Linked DNA regions of Sus scrofa: region 2 is linked to region 1. Evidence: chromatin contacts called from public Hi-C data. All regions are on one chromosome and are shown on one strand. Each heading gives the region's core, a stretch centred on a gene start, on an enhancer-like site or on the middle of the called end of the contact. The rest is flanking DNA. Distances are from core to core; before and after follow the strand shown. Region 1 holds the start of C2H19orf25 (UPF0449 protein C19orf25 homolog). Region 2 holds the start of EFNA2 (ephrin-A2).

The links. A called contact is a pair of places that touch in the nucleus more often than the background predicts.
Region 2: a Hi-C map of liver shows a contact between it and region 1, with 4 times the contacts expected there. The contact joins the promoter of EFNA2 here to the promoter of C2H19orf25 in region 1. A contact is called at or near these places in 3 of 47 Hi-C or Micro-C datasets (liver and retroperitoneal adipose tissue) and 1 of 2 datasets of contacts at active chromatin or transcription factors (alveolar macrophages).

What each region holds. Positions count from the first base shown.
Region 1 is chr2:76,997,710-77,000,409 of Sscrofa11.1, forward strand. It overlaps C2H19orf25 (UPF0449 protein C19orf25 homolog), which reads left to right and starts at 1,273. Exons shown (of 2, transcript XM_003353978.4): 1 at 1,273-1,657. The coding sequence starts at 1,528.
Region 2 is chr2:77,178,533-77,181,232 of Sscrofa11.1, forward strand. It overlaps EFNA2 (ephrin-A2), which reads right to left and starts at 1,404. Exons shown (of 4, transcript XM_005661390.3): 1 at 1,056-1,404. The coding sequence starts at 1,147.

The DNA of each region.
Region 1 (2,700 bases), core at 23-2,522:
CCTAGACCTGCCTGCATGCCTAGAGTCCCACCCAGCTCTGCCCAGCTCTGGAGTTAGGCCTGAAGTGGTGTCTGGCTCTGCAAATCCAGGCTGCGTGTCCAGAGGCACCTGGCTGCCTTCTCAGAGCCTCCGTAGCCATCCTGTGCAGCAGCATGAAGTCTGGCACCTGCCTCACCAAATACTCTTGAGGGTCAAGAGGTAATTTTCCCACCTGGCACACAGTAAATGCCCAAAACATGCCAGCTTGGGGCAGTCACTTTGGGAAATAGGTCCATAGTCAGTTAAACATAGAGTTACCATATGACCTAACAGTTCTGCTCCTAAGTATGTACCCAAGAAAACTAAAGACACATTCACACAACACTTGTAAGAATGTTCACAGCAGCATGATTCACAGCAGACAAAATATGGAAACAACATTGTTGGATGATGGGCAAACATTATATGGTCCCTTCATGCACAGGAGCATCCCTCAGTCATGAAAGAGAGAGAAGCACCGACACTGGCTGCCATGTGAACGGACCTTGAGACCACGATGCTCAGAGAAAGGCACACTTGTGTGATTCCATGAATGTGATACGCCAAGAACAGACAAATTCATAAACATAGTGGATTGTTAAGGGATGGGGTGATGAGGATGAGGGAATGTTCTGGCTTTAGACTGCGGTGATGGTTGCACAACTTCTCTGTCTTTCTGTCTGTCTCTCTCCTATATATATTCCAAAACCATTGAATTGTACACTTTAAGCAGGTGGACTTTATAGTATGTAAATTATATAAAGCTGTTTAAAAACGCCCTCCTTGGGCTCTGTGGTGGTCTTCAGTCCTAGCCAAGAGGCGGGGGCCAAGATCACCCTCCAGAGCTACGGCCCCACCCAGGTAGGGAGGGGGTTTTAGACAAGGGAGAGGCAACCTTGAGAGGGATCCCGGAGGTTGGCCACCTCGCTGGGAACTGGTGGCCCGCTACGTGGTGAGAGACTGCACCGTAAATTTGTTGCTACGACAGCCACGTAGATTGAGGACTGCGTCTCCCTTTTGCAAAAAACCGGGCTTCAGATGCTTTGTTAGGCAGAGAGAAGAGCCGGGAACAGGACCCTGCGCCCACCCCTCGGGGGAGAGGCTGAAGTCTCATCCTTTCTGGTTCTGGTCCAATCGTTTCTTCGATCGCACCAGAACCCTGGAGGGAGCGGCCTCTTTAAGGGGGCGTGGCTTTCACGAGCCGGGGAGGATCCGGCCGGAAGCGTGTGTCTCTTGCGAGTAGGGTGGGACTGTACCGTGACCGGAAGCGGAAATGGTCGGTCGGCCGCGGAGGCGGTGCAGGTGAGTTGGCGCTGGCGGCAGCAGCCTCAGCGGGAAACTGAGGCTTGAGTGAAGGGGAACGCTGAAGCCCCTGGCTCCGTGTTGTTCAGCCCTTGGGAGGATCAGGGCAGGAAGGGCTTCGCCAGGAGCGGGGAACTGGAGCGTGTGTAGAAATTCGTTGGGCGCGAGGAACAACCCCGTCAACACTTCCTTCTCCGGTCTACCGGGATGAGCTCCAAGACCAAGAAGCGCGTGGTGCTGCCCACCCGCCCGGCGCCCCCTACAGTGGAGCAGATCTTGGAGGACGTGCGGGGGGCCCCTGCCGAGGACCCCGTCTTCACCGCTCTGGCTCCTGAAGGTAGGGGAGAGGCGACCCCGAGAGGCCAGCAGGAAGGGGTGGGGAAAAGTACCTGGCTGCTTTTAAGACAGAAGGGCAGAGTTCAGTATTCAGGACAGAAATTATCTAGCCCTGAAATGCCAAAAATACTTGCATCTGGCCTTTTGCAGAAAAAGTGTGTCCGCCCCTGTTCAGAAGATGGAAGCAGATCCGTGACTTCAGGGTTGGGCATACAGTTGTAGGGTGAATTTTGTGTTCTGCTCTATGAGGTTCATTATTCATTCAACAAACTTTCATTGAGGAGTGACCCCTCGTGGTTCAGCGGTTAACGAACCCAACTAGGATCCATGAGGATGCCGGTTTGATCCTTGGCCTCGTTCAGTGGATTAAGGATCCGGCGTTGCTGTGAGTTGCAGTGTAGGTCGCAGACGCAGCTCGGATCCTGTGTTGCTGTGGCTGTGAGGTAGGAGGGCAGCTGCAGCTCAGATTTGACCCTTAACCTGGGGACTTCCATATGACACGAGTGAGGCCCTTAAAAAAAAAAAAAAAAGCAAAGAAACAAACCTTCATTGAGACCGTATTATGGGCCGGAATCTGTTCTAAGCACTGAGGTGGAAAAACGAACAAAAAGATTAAAGTGTCTGCCTTGCTCCATTCTAGTGGGTATTGACATTCAGTATAAGGCTTGTGGGACTCTAGAAGATGAGAATAGGAGTTCTCGCTGTGGCACAGTGGGATAGGCAGTGTCTCTGCAGTGCCAAGACTCAAGTTTGATCCCTGGCCCAGCACAGCGGGTTAAAGGATTCTGCGTTGCCACAGCTAGGACATAGTAGCATCTGCAGCCTGGATCTGATCCCTGACCTGGGAACTTCCATATGCTACTGGTGTAGCCATTAAAAAAAAGAAAAAAATTCAGTTCTTTGTTACACGTGGCCACATTTCAAGTGCTCAGCAGCCCGCTTGTGCCAGCTGCTGCATTGGATAGCTACATTGGAGGATATTTCCATCACCTGGAATGTTGCGATTGAGAGGCCAGCCCAAGCAACAGGAGCCATGTTTATCCC
Region 2 (2,700 bases), core at 154-2,653, 180 kb after region 1:
CAGACGAGGTCCCTGGAGAGGCCCGAAGATGGGGTCCCCCAAGTCCGGCGAGGGAAGTCAGGGCTGCACGATTTCTGAGGGTGCCAGCAAGGATCCCCAAACTCCGGGACTGGCGGCGCTCTGGGGCACGCCGGGCGCCCAGTCTCCCAAATCTGCAGGCGGTGGGGCGCCCTGGGGGGAGATGCACGCGGAGCAGGAGTCCCCCAAACTCCGGGGGCCAGAACTCCCGGGGGATCCCGTGGGAAGCGGGAGCCCCCACTCCGCGGGCAGCGCGCAGGGACGCTCCGTGCCCAGGGCGGGAGACCAGGCTGAGGTGGAGCTCCCGGGGTCTCCCAGCGCCCGGTCCCCGCCCGTAGCCACGCTCACCTGGGGTTACTGCGGTTCCAGTAGACAGCGTAGCGGTCCGAGTTGGTGCGGGCGGCGTCCTCCGCGCGCGCTAAGGGCGGCGGCGGCGGCAGCGGCAGCAGCAGCAGCAGCAGCAGCAGTGGCAGCAGCGGGCGCTGCGCGGGCGCCATGGCCCCGGTCCGGCCGCCGCGCTCCCCTGGCCGCCGCCTGCCGGCCGTCTCCGCCTCCTCCGCCGCCGCCGAGCGGGCGGGCACAGGGCGGGCGGGAGGAGGGCGCGCCGGCGCTTGGAGATCCCCAGCCGCCCCCGCCTGGGCGCGCGCGACCTCGGGCGCCGAGAAGTCAGGCGGCGGCAGGCGGGGCGCCGGGGTCGCCCCGGGCGCCGGCCCGGCCGCGCGGACTCTGAGAGCGCGGGCCGTCGCCGCCGCACCCGCCGGGGAGGGGCTGGGGCTCCGGCCTTTGTCCCGCCCGAGCGCCGGGAGGGCCGCGGGCGCCCCCTCCTGCCGTGCCCCGGACACACGGGGGCTGGGCGGGGGGCTCCAGCCGCAACCGCGCCCTCGCCCCTCCACCCCCGCCCCAGTCTAATGGTCCGGATGAGTACCCCACCGCGGCCTGCCCACCTCCGCAGGGGCCAACCCCAGCCACCAACTCTGCGGGGGCGCGCCCCCGTCATCACGCGGGCCTAGCCCAGGGTGTCGGAGTCCCTCACTCACCTCCATTCAAGCCACCAAGTGGTCTGCAACGCCAGGCCCCAAGCAAGGAGTAGAAGGCACAAAGATGGCTCGCCCCGTCTCACCTCCTTCATTCAAACCCAGACCCCAAAATCCTAAACCAGGCCGAGGGGATGCTGTGACACTTCACCCAGCCTGGGGAAGAGTTTTGTGGTGGGGCTGACCTTAAGTCCAAAGCCAACAGCCACTGCTGTCTCCCAGGGCAGTCACTTCTCCTCTCTGAGTCTCTGTTTCCTCAACTAGGAAGTGAAACAGGAATCCTGACCTCACTCCCTAAGGGAGCCAGACAAATAGTGGGTGCCCAATATTCCCAGCAGCCTACAGTGGGGTCGAGGCCAACAGCAGTCAGGAGCATGGGGAGTCTGAGGGGGCAGAGGACAGGAAGGGCACCAGGCAGGGGCCAGAGTGTATGACCTGTTCAGGGAACTGGCACTTCTGTGGGTGCTGGCTGTGTGCAAAAACTGGGGGCCCGGCCTATTTTTCTCCTTACTCATGCCATTGTCTGCCTCACCAGATTCTGAGTTTGTGGAGGTACACTGTCACCAAGTGCTGACTGGAAAGCGCCAGTGGCGCCCAGCCAGATTTTACCTCTCTGGGTTTGTTTCACACTCTCAGGGCTGGCACAGGGTCTGAGAGCCAAGAGCTGGAAGGTTTCTGGGTGATGGATTATGTAAACTCCTCGAAGGAACCTAGAGAGGCCAGAGACTGGCAAAGTAAGCTTCACCTCAGTGAGGCAGGGCAGCAGATGACCCATCCCAGCCCCACACCTCCTACATGTTGTGGGCATGTGCTCTGAGCGTCATCCTCCCCACACTGAGCCCTCTGCTTGGTCTGAGTCCTGCCTGGGAGTCCTTCCATTCTCTTCCTTCCAGGTCTGTCCTCCTTGTGCTTCAGCTACCCCTCCTCCAGGTTCTCTGTCCTCTGCCATCCAGGGAACTCAGCCCATCGGTCTGGGGTGTTCCAGCTTCCAGGTCTTGCTGGTCCTCTGACTATAGGAGGCCAGATCTGAAGTCCCAAGGGAGGGTGGGAGCCTACCCCCCCAAGTGGTGGACGGGGCAGCCCCAGGAGGCCAGGAGAGGACCAGAACTGGTCCAGGGTCACGTGGCAAGGCCTTAAAAAGACTCTCTGGACACTGCTGGACTGAGGGCCTGGGGCTCCCAGCAACTCAGGTCGGGTTTGGCCCAGGCTGGCTAGTCTGGCTCTCGGGGGAGTGATGGGGCAGCCACTCTGGGAGGCCAGCTCTCTGCAATGGAGGCTCGCGGCTGGGCCCAGAAAGAGGGGCTGTGAGCTCAGGATGCCAGGCCTGGCCCAACCCAGTGTTCCTGCCTGCAAAGGAGGCCTTTTGGAAGCTCTCTCTGCCCCCTCCCACGCTGTGGGACCTCAGAGCCCGGCAGGGGTCTCATGTCACACCCAGCAGAGCTTGGGCCTGCAGAGCTGGGGGAGCCAGAAGGGCACACTGGGCGGGGGATGCCCCAGCAAAGGCCCGGGGTGGTTCGGCTCATTTGCATGCAGGGGCCACCAAGGCGAGAGCCGCCACCACCGCTGCCGCCGAGCGGATTTGAGCAGAAGCTCCGTTTTCCTTCTGTTCTTGTCTCTCTCTCAAGGTCAGAGCCGGAGCAGGGACAGG